2 separate regions of the Mus musculus genome follow, and region 1 is linked to region 2. Evidence: chromatin contacts called from public Hi-C data. All regions are on one chromosome and are shown on one strand. Each heading gives the region's core, a stretch centred on a gene start, on an enhancer-like site or on the middle of the called end of the contact. The rest is flanking DNA. Distances are from core to core; before and after follow the strand shown.

Region 1 (7,336 bases), core at 1,563-4,062, 150 kb before region 2:
TTTCCCAGGCAAAGGCCCCGAGGGATCCTGCTTTAATGTCCCATGCATGAGCAGCCAGGAGAGTCACTAAGTACCCAGACATAACAAGGAAGCCAATCTCATGGTATCTTGCACACACCTGTGTCTGTTCAGACACAGAATCCTCCTCGCCTTTGCCACACTCATCACCCACACTGAGCTGTAAATGACTTATGCTTATCGCCCCAAATGAATCCCAGCACTGCTCCAGGGTGACTCATCACCCACCGCAGGTTTCAAGAGCATCTGCAAAGGCAAGTGGAACAAGGCTCCTGTGACAGGCTCTGGCCGTGAGGGGACAGGCTGTCAGCACGGTGGGCTGAGGGTGGGCTAAAGACTCAGGCACAGCTTTCATCATTTATGATGTCTTGTCTCTGGGGTCTGATGTTCTCCTCTCTCCTCTCTCTTCCCTCTCTCCTCCCTCTCTCCTCTTTCTTCTCTTCTCCTTCTTCTCCTTCTCCTCCTTTTCCTTCTCCTCCTCCTCCTCCTCCTCCTCCTCCTTCTTCTCTCTCTCTCTCTCTCTCTCTCTCTCTCTCTCTCTCTCTCTCTCTCTCTCTCCCTCTCCCCCCACCCTCTCTCTCTCTGTATGTGTGTGTGTGTACATACCCCTACAGTGACTAGGTCAACCTTGGGTGTTGTTCAGGCACATCTAATTGTGTTTTTGAGACAATGTCTCTCATCAGCTTGGAACTCACAAAGAAAACTAGACTCCCAGGGATCCACCTGTCTCTGCCTCCTCAGTTTTGGAATTTTAAGAGTCTGCAATCATGCCTAGCCTCTTACTGAGTTCTAGGGAACTAGTGTGTATGGCGAGTGCTTTACTATTGACTAAGCCACGTCTCTAACTCTGAGGCTGATGTTCTCCAAGTAATCACTGGACACAGTTCCTTCGCTCTTCACCAGGTACAGTGGAGAGGCGAGCAAGCACTCCCCGTGGCCTCCTCACTCATTCTAGCTGTTAGATGGGATTAGACCAGGACACCCAGGATCATGAGAAGCAGAGTTAGGGTGGGAGTTGGAGGCTTTGCTCAAAGGACAGGAGCTCTCTGTGTGAGCATGAGAACCTGTGTGGAACTCCTCCACACACGCCAAAGATGCAGGGTGGGCATGACATCCCAGAGCAAGCTGGAGAGCCGGAGTGGTCAAATCAGTGAGCTCTGAGTTCAGGGAAAGACCCTGGCTTAGTGGATAAAGTGGAGATGGAGGGAGGAAGACCCCACACTCACTTCAACCTCTGGCCTCCACATGCATGTCTGTACACGTGTGCATACCTTCATGTGTGCATGCATGCACACACAGGAGGACCATATGCACACACAAACCCAGAAGCATAAAAGAGATACTCACCTCTCTCAGTGTTGGCTTGCCAATGAAGAAGTCTGTGTTTTTGCTGCTTTTGGGAGGGTTGAACTTGGGGTTCAGGAAAGCACATCCATTCGCGATGGCCTCCAGGGGAGCTGGGCCTTCATAAGGGAATCCGAGCCCAACGAACAGCTGTAAGACAGGAAAAGACATCACATGGAGATACCAGTCAGACTGCCTCTCAGCTCCTGCGGTCTGTTTCTGTGGCTGCCTCTGATGTTTTGCAGGGGTCTTAGATCTCCAGGTGGGTGACTTGCGACAAAGAGAAGGGGCGTATACCAGGATATGCAGAATAACATGTGCAAGGGCCTGCAAAGGAACTTGCCTTGTTCCCATCTCCTTTTCTGATGTGAAAAAAAAAATGTCAGGGACTGAGGGGCAGGGAGGGCAAGAGTGTAAATCAAAACCAACAATAAAACCCAGGACCCAACAATCCTCTTTCTGTCACTCAGCAGGCGACATAACTAGAAAAACACTTGCTTAACTAAACAGAAGGTTTCTTCACTCAAGCAGGGAACAACAGGCTCTTTCAGGGACTCTGGGGGCCAGGAACAGAAAGGTCACTTGGCGGTTTGATTACAGTTCAAATGAAACTGCTTTCGACCTTGGGAGGTCAGTAAACATGGGTTTTATGATAGCGTTCTCACTGGGGACACCACTAGCTGGCTGGTTTTGCTTTTTCTTCTGTGGGAGCAGAGGTTTCAAACTGCAATTTCCCAGTTTCCCTCCCAAGCTAGCAAAACCTCAAGTTTCCCTAGATGGACGGTAGATGGCAGCAGAAACAAGCTAACGGTCCTTAGAAAGCCCACAGTGGCCCGAAGCTGCTGGGACAAAGGGATGCTCAGGCAAGGGTCTGTAAGGTGCACAAAATGCAAGTCTCTGTGCATACCAGGTACAGGGGACAGTGTGCTGTGAGTGGCAGTCACCAGGCAGGGTCCAATCCTGGCTCTCTATGCCCACACGCAGAAGCCAAGTCTTAAACACACCAAGTGACAAGGGGACATGGGTGTCTCGTGCCTGGTGGGTGTGAGGTAGGGTGGCAAATGCTGAGGTTCCTTGCTCTCTCGTGTTCAGAAAGACCCAGGTCATTTCCACCAAGTAATGTAGCCATTCAGGCTGGAATGAAGATATTTTAGAGATAAAGAGACATTAGTGCCCCTCCCTTTGGCAACCAGACATAGAAACCAGGAGCCCCACGGAACTGGGATTTCCCCTGAGTCTCACACTGGGAGAAGAGTTGTCTGGTGCTGGCCTGGCAGGGGTGGTAGTGGTGGGAACACTGCTTGTCCTCGCTGTGTCAGAACTCCAAAGATGAACTTGGGAGGCACTAGACCTCTTTCTTTGTTTCTCTCCCCAGTGTGGCTACAATGTAACTCTCTTTGCTCTTCACTGCCATTGACCTCTTTTGTTGACCCATTGAGGAAACATGGCTGAGCCTGCCGTGCATGTTAGGGCTGCCAGGGCCCAGACCTGACCCTAACAGCTGCGGACACAGGACTGCATCAGGCACTCTGGCTCTTTTCGACTCTAAGAAGAAGGTGCTAGGCAAGACAGGCAGGGTCTTGGCAGGTTTAAGGAGAGATGCTGGAGCCCAGAGTGTTTCTCCACCTCTGAGCATTGTGTCTGCCAAGGAGTGCTGATAGCCTCCTTAACCCTACACTGTCATAAACAACCCTGGGAGAGATGGGAGCAGCACATGCCTTAGCCATTCCAACAGAGAATCCTGGTGGGCCATGTGATCTCCTTTTAGATCAACCAATCTGAATCTACTAAATAAAGGATGAGCGGCTATTGCTTGATGAACTCAAATGTGACCTAAGTTTAATTATATCTGAATAATAATTTGCACCAACTCCTAGGCCCTCCTGGCCCAGAGTATCTCAGTACACATAAACACTTGAGGGGGCTGGGGAGACAGCACAGTGGGCAAAGAAGTGCTTGCTGTGCAAGCATCAGCAACCTGAACTCAGATCCCCAGAGCCCGACAGAGCTGGATGCAGGAGCATGTATGTGCAATCCCAGGCTCCTACAGTGTGATGGGAGAATCCTTTGGAGCCTGAAGGCTAGCTTGTTGGGCATACGCAATGGTGAACAGTAGCCACCCCATTTCAAACAAGATTGGGGAGGAGAATGAAGACCTGAAGTTTTTGTCTGATGTTCACATGCACAGTGTGGCATTCATGTAGCTGCTTTCATATATGCGAACACACACACACATATGCATACATACATGCAGCACTAAACACTTTGCAACAGCTCCCCAAGCCTCAATCACCATCTGTCAAGGACTCTTAAGCAAACGCCACACCATTTCTTAGCAATGAGTTTTCTTGTCACACTAGTTAAGGTGACATGCACTGACGTATGTCCTTGAAACACTGAAATAACAGTTTTCTATCAGCTGTCAGTAAGCAATTTTCCCTTAGTTCCTATGTACTCATTACCTGTGACAGCACAATGGAGCACATGTATGAAGGTCGCATAGCATCTCTAAGAGTTGAATAAGCGCAGCCTAGGTAGAGAGAACTCAGCATCTCCACTCAGAAGCTTCTGCCCACAGACAGTCTTTCACACACCTCACCATGTCCCCTTGCCCTTTCTCTTGATCCATCACTGTGCCTACTTGCAGCACTTCCTCCCTCCCTTCCTTCCCCGACCTCTGTCTCTTGTCTCCTTTCTTTCTGAGGAGCCCATATTTATTTCCACTATACCCCTATAAATTTCTTTACCACAGAAGAGAGAAATGCAAGACAAGAAAGCAACCAGGCCTGGGGAGAGAGCCTGGTGGGCAACACTACTTGTTCCTGAGTTTGAATCCTCATCACTCAGGTAAAACTCTGGGTGTGGTCACATGCTCCTGCAACTCCAGTACTGTGTGGGTGGGGACAGGACACTGCTGGGGCTTGCTGGTCTCCGGCTGAGCTCCAGGTTCCTCACGGGAATAAGGCAGAGCATTGTAGAGCAGGACACCCGCTGTCGTCTTCCAGCCTCAGCACAAATTCACATGGCTGTACACATCTGCATACCTGTGTATGCACATACATACATGCACAAAGACTGGAGGAAGAAACCATTCGAGTGCTAAGGTTCGATAATTCCATGGGAAATTGGCCATACTGTATGGGCTTAAGCCTGCTCTTCAGAAGGTCAGAGTTTAACAAGGATATTCTAGATGTCAGCCATCTCCATGGTCACAACTCCAATTCCACCAATGAGTGTTTCTAAATAGAAGGATCACAGGCTCCAAAATTAAAATTATGACAAGGAAGATCAGACAAAGGAGCACATGTTTTATTCATAGCAAGGAATGGGGCACCCTGACACAGTCACTGAGATTTTTTTCTCTGTTTTGAAAGAAAAAAAAGAGAATTGTTTTAACCCTTAGTGAGCCAATGAAGATTCTTTTAACCATTCCTGGCTTAGCTGAACTGGGTTTGTTCAGTTTCATTCACATCTATTATGCATGCGTGTGGTTATGTGCGCATGGATGTATGTGTGTGTAGAGGTCAGAGTGGTGTCTTCCTCAGTTTTTTCCTATTGTTTTCTGTGATAAGGTCTATCTATTTCAGCTGGGCTGGTTGGCCAGTGAGCCCCAGGGATCCACTGGCCTTCATCTCCCCAGTGCTGGGATTAGAAGTGAGTACCACTACATCCAGTGTTTTAGATGTGGATTTTGGGGGATCAAACACAGGTCCTCCTGCTTGGAGACAAGCACTTCACCAACAGTTATTTCAGCTTCAGACATTTGAATTAATTACTTTTTTATGCAATGGTATTTAAACCCAGAGACTCACATATAGGGGGAAGTACTATATCACACACCTGTATACCTATGTGTGTATATACATATACACCTACATATACAAGAACTGGGTGAAAGAAACCATTCAATACTAAGGCCAAACTCTTCCAGGGAAAATCGGCCATACTATATGGGCTTAAATCTGATCTTTAGAAAGCCAGAGTCTTACAAGGATATTACATCCCACCCCAGTTCTGGACATTTTTAATGGAGAAACACCAAGAATAATGGAATATTGGACCCACATAAATTCAGCATGTACTTTTCTGATCATTATTAATTAGCCAGTGTGAGGATCAGGAGGGAATCTGAGCAATGAATTAACCTCAGTTTGTGCCCCCAAATTGATTACTGGTCAAAGGCTCAGGCAATGAGATGATTATGCAGTCATGAAGACTAGGATTCAAGTTCTGGTGCTACCAAGTCCTCATTCGGTAACCATGGCAACTGCCTCAGTGTATGGATTCTCCAGGCTGGTTTATAGTCTCGACCCTTAGTTAAAGTAACATGAGCACTGTCTTCTTAGAGGCAAAATGGGCAAACTGACGCTTTTGTCATGGATCTGCTGTGAGCACTGAAGGAGCTGGTTTGCAGAAATATTCAACACTCTCAGGCACAATGCTAGTAACCATTCGAGAAATAGTCTCCCATGTTTGAATCCAGTTGTAATTTGACACAGCTGAACATTATGTATGCTGTTCTACAGTTGGAGGTGAGGTATATGTATATGGACTGTTTGCTAAAAGTGACAACTTTACCCCTTTTATGTGTATTTATGAGTTTCCTTTTCCCTCCCCTCCCCTCCCCTCCCCTCCCCTCCCCTCCCCTCCCCTCCCCTCCCCTCCCCTCCTGTACTGGCTAGTGTTGTGTCAACTTGACACAGCTGGAGTTATCACAGAGAAAGGAGCTTCAGTTGAGGAAATGCCTCCATGAGATGCAATTGTAAGGCATTTTCTCAATTAATGATCAAGGGGAAAGGCCCCTTGTGGGTGGGACCATCTCAGGGCTGGTAGTCTGGGTTCTATAAGAAAGCAGGCTGAGCAAGCCAGGTGAGGCAAGCCAGTAAAGAACATCCCTCCATGGTCTCTGCATCAGCTCCTGCTCCCTGACCTGCTTGAGTTCCAGTCCTGACTTCCTTTGGTGATGAACAGCAGCATGGAAGTGTAAGCCGAATAAACCCTTTCCTCCCCAACTTGCTTCTTGGTCATGATGTTTGTGCAGGAATAGAAACCCTGACTAAGACACCTCCCCTCCCTCTCTTCATCTCATAGAGATCTGCCTGCTGCTGCCTCCTGAATGCTGGGGTTATAGGTGTGTACCACTATGCCAGCCAGGTCTCACTACTTCATACACTACAAAACTACCAGAGGAGAGGGAGAAGGAAGCGTACAGTGACTTCCTGATGCAAAGACCAGTCCTAGAACTGTATGCTATTGTTAAGCCTCCCCCTTTGTTCTTTATACAGTAGCAGGATAGCAATCTACTTCTAGGAATAGGTATTCCCTTCATATCTTTAAAAAGGAATTTCTGCAACAGTTGGGTGTGATGGACAGTTTTAACTGCCACCTTGATACAACCTCGAATTACCCAGGAAGGGAGGGGTCTCAGTGATCGACTGTCTAACAGACTGTGGGTATGTCTAAGGGGACTGTCTTGATTGCCTTAATTGATGTGGGAAGATCTAGCCTAAAAGTGGGCAGAATCACTTTCTGGGTTTGGACCTGGGCAAGAATGGAAAAAGCACTAGATGTGTGCTTTTATTTTCTTTCCGCTCTTTGGTGTTGTATTTCTTACTTTTCTGTTGCTGTGACAAAATAACCTGAGAAAAAGGAAGTCAGGGAAGGAGGAAAGGTTTATTTGGCTTGTAGCTCCGGAAAGGGATGCAGTCTATGATGAGAGGAAAACACGCTGGCAGTAGTGTGAGGATTGCTGGGCAGTCAAGCAGACTGATCCATTTCATATAGGAGGCAGACAGACACACAGACAGACAGATACACATACACTCACACAAAGAGAATCTATGTCTATGACTATGTCTATGTATGTATATGTATATCAGGAAATGGGGGCAGCGATATACTTCCTCCAGTGAGTGGAACTTCACTAAGGTTCCTAAAGGAGGTTCCATCATCTCCCTAAACATCACCAAGTATC
Region 2 (7,212 bases), core at 3,529-6,028:
GAGGTGCACGGCTGTGTTAGTCTGAACTAGGAATGTCTCTGGAGTAAAGTACGCCAGTGTCCAGTGAGGCAGGAGGACGAGACAGGGTCACTAAGGTGTAGCTGGACTGCAGAGAGGATTTCACTGTTCTTAATTTATCAAAATGAGAGCACGGAAGTGGCCCAGGTCTGGCCTTAAGTAAGAGAGAACCACCAGGGTTGGGAATGTGGGTCAAGCAGCCCGAGAAAGATTGGGTCACCTCAGAAACAAGAACAGCATTGACTGGCGTGAATGACAGCAGCTATGAGCCCAGACAGGCCCAGCCCAAACTGTGCTGGCCTGAGGTAAGCAGGTGTGGCTGGAAGGTAGGAGCCCACACTCCTGCACCCCAAGGATGAATGCCCCACTGTTCCACACAGGCTGCTGGGGACGTTCCAGCAACACATTTGAATGACCAAGTCCCAAAAGGAGTTCAGAAGTCTCTCTTCATTCTGCTTTCTGTTCCTTATTCCTTAAAAAACCGAAGCAAGATAGAAAGACAGGAAAAACTGTCATGTGCAAATCAAGAATTCCAGAACAAATAACCTGTACTGCAAAGGTTGCTGACATGGGGATAATATTTCTGTCACATACATATTTTGTGTTAAGCTAACAATGGACTAGGCTGGGGCCTGAAGGTTTGTCCTTGGATATAGCCTCATCCGTCTCCTCCAGTGACTGGGACACTCGTATTCTCCTAAGTTTTCTTTACAAAATTGGGCAGCAAGGAGGATTCAACCACAAGCTGTAAGTCGCTGACTTTCTCGCATCAAAAGAATCCTGGGTAGTTGCTGAGTCCCTAGTGGGCGTGACCAGAGAATGGGCTATGGTGACTGGAGAAGGAACAATTTGGAAGGTTTCAGAAGTTTCAGTTGTGTGAAATGACTGTTGGTGTCACCATGTTTCTAAGTAATTGAATCTTGAGAGTGGCCATGTTCCAACAAAACTTTATTTATACCAATAAGCAGCAGTCTGAATTTAGCCCATAGGCCAAACCTTGCTCAACACTGTTCTAAGGTCTACAAACGGGATTATAACGAAGTAGGAATCACTTAAAAAAAATCAACTATTAAAATTCGTCCAACACCAAAGTTCTACTTATAGCATAGCAAGATCCTCTGACCCTTCCCATGTGGGAATGGAAGGAGAGGCTTGTCACTTTCCTATACTCTGACAATTTCATACATGTACATAATATATTTTAGTCATTTTGACACATACCCCATCTCCCCCCCCCCATTTCCCCTTTACTCCTACCAAATTCCTTCATTCTTGAAATTTTTATTTCAGACAACTAATAGGATCCTTTTAAGCTAAACACAGATACTGAACACGTAGGACCGATTGTTCATTCTTTTAGGGCAAATATCTTGGCAGCCCATCAAACATGGTCTGTGTCTGTGGCAGATAATGAAGAGTCTGCAAATAGATGACCCACACAGCCCAGCTAAGCCACCCAACATCCCAGAATTTTAGTATCTTACCTGAGACAGGATCTCCAGGAGCTCAGGCTGACCCCCCAAATTCCCGTGTAGCCAAAATGACTCTGAATTCCTGATCTTCCTGCCTCCACCCACCAGAGCTGCCTACCTGTCAATGTCACCAGTGGTGGCAAATTCAAGGAGAGGTTGGGGTCACTTGGATGTCTCTCTAGATTTCTCAGGACTAGCACTAGATCACACCTTGCTAACACCACCCTGCTACTTAGGTGCCAGTGTGTAAAATCCCAAGCCAAAGAAACAGGGAGGTTGCTAAACTCAAGACGCAAAAACCAAATAAACATACCAATTATCTACTTTAGAATATATTTATTATCATCATCTTTGTCAAAACTAGGGAGAGGTTACTGTTATCTTCTGTTAAAAGCTTATACTATGTGTACTATGTGTAACCTTTAAGGGTCAAACTGAAACAGCCCATCCCTCTCCCTTCTCCCCTCCCTCTTCTCTCGAGCAGGTGGTCCTAAACTGTATAATTAAGCCACCTAAGCAGAAGTCCACGAGGGAACCACATCAAGTCAGGGAGTGACCAAGCAAGCAGTGTTCTTTCATGGTTCCTTCACCCAGGTTCCTGCCTCCACTTTCCTCAACGATAGACTGGACTCTGAGCTGGAAGTGTAAGTCAAATAAATTCTTCCCTTCCCTAAGCTGCCTTCGGTCAGAGTGCAACTTATGACCAAAACAGCAACAGAAGAAAATTAAAATACCATGTAAGTAAAGTTGTACCGAAGTAGATTTATCTAACCTAAATCAGCAACAGAACCAGGAAACCCTGTCTCAGTAGACCGCACCATAGGATGGTCCCAAATACCTCAAACACACACATTCTAGTAAGTTCTAGAAACTCAGCTCCAAAAACCACTCGGCTAGGCTCTGTCCTGTGACGACAAGCACACGGTGGGAATTCCAACACAAGACTGAGACAGGTGTGTGTGTGTGTGTGTGTGTGTGTGTGTGTGTGTGTACACCTGCATGTGCACACCTATGTGCATGTGGAGAAAGCCAGAGAATACCCTCAACTGTCATTCTTCAAACACCATCCACCTTGTTTGTTTTTGGTTGACAAAGGGTCGCCCACTGATCTAGAGCTCAGGAAGTATGCTTAGTCAGCCAGCCAGTGCCTCCCGAGTGCTGGGATTATAACAAGCACACCAACTATGCTTGGATTTTTTTTAACATGGTTTCTGGGGGTTGAAAACAGGTCCTCAGGCCCTTTTGTAATCAATTTCCTGGTTTCCCTTTATATTACATATCCCACCACACACACACACACACACACACACACACACACACACACTCGCTCGTTTCTCTGGAATACGTTATTTAGCAACACATGATAAAGACAACTGGTAAAACCACAAGTCTATAAATACATAACGTGTTGGTCTTGCCTATGAAAAAAGTTTGATAAACTGTATTTAGAGGAAACACCTGCTAAGTTGCTGTCCTTCCTGACGAACGTAATTAATGTAGAATTAAAACCTTTAAGACAGCATCTACCACAGGGTCACATCACACTTATTCAACACTAACATTTCGTGCTATTCTGTTCTCTCTGGTGGTAACTGATCTCTGAGACCGATAGACCGTATAGGTCAAGTCAATGAGTCATTTGTCTTGTGTACCTAGTGTTGGGTACCTAGTGTTGGTGGTTGGACAGTGGCACACAAAACAGAGCTTCATGGCTTTAATACATTACATTTAAAAAGGCATTTTATTCAGACGTGTGAAAAGCCAGTGCCTAGTAACACTGACTTTTTACACGGCTGCTGGGGAATCAAACTCAGGTCCTCGGGGTTGCTTGGCAAGCCCTTTACCAACTGAGCCATCCCCCACATTACTGCTGATAAATGTTGAAGAGATACATCAAAAGCAGACAGTGTGACCTAAGGATTCATGTCCTAAGAACTGAGAAAGAACATCGGAGTCCCCGAGCTGTAGCGCCCGTCTCTTCATAGACACATACACTTTAGAGCCAAGTTTCTGCGGCACATATGAGTCCCTGTGTCTGTACTCCAGCTGCGCAAACTAAGCCTACAGTTTCATGTGTTCTAACTGAGGGCATATTTTTGACTAGGCTGCAAAGCAGAGCACTAGCTCTCCTACACCATCCCAGCATGCCATCTACAGCAAACACTAGACCCACTGAAGACTGGGTTTGATGGCTCCATTTCCCCTTTGACAACTAACAAGAGCTCACCCCCTAGAAAACCAGGTCATTCGGAACCCTCTGTGACCACAGCACATCCTGGAAGCAGAATCTCTACGACGCTATGGCCCGAATTCCACTTGCGATGTTTATTTTAAGTGTCAGTATGTGCACTCTGGCACCGTCTGGGTCATGCGAGATGGCTCAGTGAGTACAGGCACTTGCCATGCAAGCCAGACCAGAGTTCCATCCCTGTGTGGTGGAAAGAGGGAACCAGCTCCTAAAGGCTGCCCTCTGGGCTCCACTGTGTGCAGTGGTGCATGCACACAGAAACATGAATGGAAATGCACAGATGACAACAATAATAATAATAATGAATAAGACAGAAAAAAATCTATTGCAAAGTTATACACTAAATGCTAATTGTGTATATTGCTCAGAGGACACTTTTATGTGATTTTTCTCTTTTGTTTTCCTGCCTTCAATTTTTTTCTAAATTAAGCATAGCTCTTACTAAAAAAGGAAGATAAATTTCACATACATCATTTTATATATATCTAAAGTTATATGTGTGTGTGTGTGTGTGTGTGTGTGTGTGTGTGTTTGTGTGTGTATAGTGCCTCATATAGCCAGGCCAACATCAAACATCCTAGGTAGATGAGGATGGCCCTGAACATCTGATCTTCCTGCCAATAGCACCACCATGCTGGGGTTTCAGGCATGTGCCGCCATGCCCAGATCCAACCAAGCATGCCAGGCAAGCTAAGCACTATTTCCAGCCCTCGTGTGTTATTTTCAAAAACACGAGGTTCCTGAAATGAGCAATGAGTTGAGCACAGTTAAAGACAAAAGCAATAAAGTCTGGAAAATCAAACATTAATGGTTCGGGGCAGTTCATTAGCTCAACACTGACCTTAACGGCATCCGAGACATCCTCCTCCCCACTGGAGCTAATTACATTTTGTTTAAGGACAGATAATGAAAATGTTTGTTTGCACTCTCTGAACACACTCCTGTGAGCAGAACCTAGAAATAAGTTGACAGAGTGGGGACTGGCTATAAATGCAAGCCAGAGAGAGCTCTGGTGCTCTGAGTGGCAGGTCTGGGGTGTCTGTGTATATAGGAGTCCCACAAAGGGTACAGCTTTACCTTTCTAGAAATACAGCTATGGGCTGGGGAGTTGGCTCTGTGGGTTAAAGGGCTTGTTGGACAAGTGTAAGGACCTGAGTTCAGATCCACTGAATCCATATCGAGCCAAACACGGCAGCCTGCATATAGAATCCCAGTGTGCCTGTACAGAGATGGAAGGCAGGGACAAGATAATCCCTCAGAAGTTGAGGAGGCAGCTAGCCTGGCATGCAGCTGCCAACAAGAGATTCTGCTGCAGGCAAGGTAAAAATGTAAGGACTCACAGCTGAGGTTATCCACTGATTTCTGGCCCAGGCTCACCCACAGTCACATATAGAAATACACATATGAAAATGTTAACATACAAAACGAACCGCAACCACTGCCCAGGAAAACATAGCAAAGCCCACATGTGGGAACTTCTGGGGCATGCTCAGTGGGGGCACCTCATCCCTCCACGTCCCCTCACTCACCATAGGCTGTCATGACACCAGCGTAGGGGCCATCCACCACGTCCCTGTTCTCCTCTGCCAGTGCCTTAATGTACCTCTTGCTGAGGTCAAGGATCTGCTCCCGTAACATGGAGCTGCTCTCGGGCTGAGTCCGCTGCTGGATGGTGAAGTGCAGAAGCATCATGCCCCAGATGAAGCCGAAAGTCACCAGGAAAAAGCCCAGCTTCTGAGAGGACAACTTCCAGGGAGAAAAGAAAGCCATCTCTCTCTAGCAATGTACCATTCCCTTGGCTCTCAACAAGCAGAAGGGGAAGGCAAGTTCATGGTGCAGGTTGGGGCGGAGAGTGCGTGGCTCTCACTCCGGCTCCTGAGTCAGCTGGTTTCCTTGCTGGGCTTCCATTCTGCTGTGGAGGAGGAGGAGGAGGATGACAGTTAGCAACGTGGGTCGAAACAAAACACAACCATCAGGATCTGTAATTGTACTGAGGTAGCTCCCCAAGCTCGGGCGTGGCTTAATGTGCTGAGTCAACACTTTTTTTTTTTTTTTTTGGCTGAGAGTCAGGACCTGGGAGCCCAGATGAGAAGTCTGGTACAGCAACAGAAAGCCGTACAAATCCACTGAGGGAAGCACGCATCTGAGCGTGTGGACACAGGCGTTCGAGGGCTGGTCCGCTTCTAGACCTAGTTCAAAACGAGAACCTTGTTTTGCAAGGTACAGAGGAGGTAGAAGGATATGTCACCAAATGTCAGCAAAAAATACCGTCTGTGTGTGTGTGTGTGTGTGTGTGTGTGTGTGTGTGGTGGGGCGGGTGGTGGGCAGAGTCCTGTGACAACTTGGTACTTAATGCTTGTGTACCTTGAGCTTAGGAAGTCATTATTACGTGCTTGAAGCAAAGTTTGTACGTGCAGCTTCAGAGGTGTTCAAGAAAGAGGATGTGCCGTCAGAGAGTGTTAAGGATACAGGGGATGGTCCTGTGTTATTTAAGCACGGCTGGACTTCACCATCCTTGTTTCAGGCTAAATTACTCTGGCAGGTGCCATTCCCAAGCACCGAGGTAGAAACAGGCCAGAGGCACAGCTGGTATCCTTTCATTCTAGCTTTTTGTTGGAGGTGTCTGAGCTCAAAACCAGAGCGCACTTTCAGTATCTGTTCTACCACCAAGTTTCACCCCCACCACCCAGGTCCTTGCCTTAGCTATCTGGAGTAAAAGCTGCACCCCACAGGCTCGCCTGCCTGCTGCACAGGGAGCCCAAGGCACTGAGTGCCTGCTTCTCTGTGGTTTTCACTTTCACTGAGAGAGGAAAAATGAAAAGTTCCAGGGCAGAGTTTCAATATGAAGGTGCAACACCTGATAGCAGCAGACAGGCCCAGGGTTCCCTATATTGGGGCTTCTTAGCAAGGAGGGCCTGAGGAGAAGTTGCAGATGGGCTGATGAAGTATGCCCAGAGCAAATCAATGACCAGGCCTGGGGATATAGCTCAGTCAGTATAATACTTCCTAGCATGTGTAAAGGCCCGGAATGCCCATTAGTAGGTGGAGGCAGGAGGATCAGGAATTCAAGGTTCTCCTTGGTTACATGGGGAATTCAGGCAGAATAGCTTACAAGTGATCCTGTCCCTGCTCCCCGCCCCCACCCCCTCCCCCCACCGCCCCCCAAAAGGGAAATCTGCCAGATGCCTCAGTGGGTAAAGACTTTATGTTCTGTGCAAGAATAGGACCAGACATGTACAGCTGGGTAGGCAAACCACCTATACCCCAGCACTTTGGAGACCGAGAAAGGCGATCCCTAAGCACGCTGGTTAGCGAAGATTAAACAAATTGGCAGGCTCTGAGTTCAACTGAGAGACTCTGCCACAATAAATCTAGTGTAGGATGACGGCAAGCTTGGGTCTTCACATGCATACTGTGTGCTGTACACATTTAAACCCGTATGCCCTACCCACACAGGACACACACATACAAAAT

Evidence for each region. A called contact is a pair of places that touch in the nucleus more often than the background predicts.
Region 1: a contact with region 2 is called in a Hi-C map of the N1E-115 cell line, with 4 times the contacts expected there. The contact joins two enhancer-like sites. A contact is called at or near these places in 1 of 15 datasets of contacts at CTCF or cohesin (pro-B cells), 5 of 484 Hi-C or Micro-C datasets (the N1E-115 cell line, Sertoli cells, group 2 innate lymphoid cells and 2 more), 4 of 115 datasets of contacts at active chromatin or transcription factors (CD8 T cells, the SCID.adh cell line, large pre-B cells and 1 more) and 1 of 9 other capture datasets (liver).

The regions. Positions count from the first base shown.
Region 1 is chr1:127,454,012-127,461,347 of GRCm38.p6, reverse strand. It overlaps Mgat5 (mannoside acetylglucosaminyltransferase 5), which reads right to left. Exons shown (of 18, transcript NM_145128.3): 14 at 1,366-1,512. All of the region lies in intron 2 of Gm41947 (a long non-coding RNA gene), which reads left to right. Among named protein-coding and RNA genes, the nearest start is that of Gm51746, 20 kb to the right of the region's middle. Within about 2 kb of position 2,812, at least 44 of the 459 cell types and tissues checked have an H3K27ac peak or open chromatin away from gene starts, as enhancers often do. A contact at or near this core is called in the N1E-115 cell line and the SCID.adh cell line, where this site is marked.
Region 2 is chr1:127,305,072-127,312,283 of GRCm38.p6, reverse strand. It overlaps Mgat5 (mannoside acetylglucosaminyltransferase 5), which reads right to left. Exons shown (of 18, transcript NM_145128.3): 3 at 5,268-5,650. The coding sequence starts at 5,508. Among named protein-coding and RNA genes, the nearest start is that of Gm51747, 8.4 kb to the right of the region's middle. Within about 2 kb of position 4,778, at least 50 of the 459 cell types and tissues checked have an H3K27ac peak or open chromatin away from gene starts, as enhancers often do. A contact at or near this core is called in the N1E-115 cell line and the SCID.adh cell line, where this site is marked.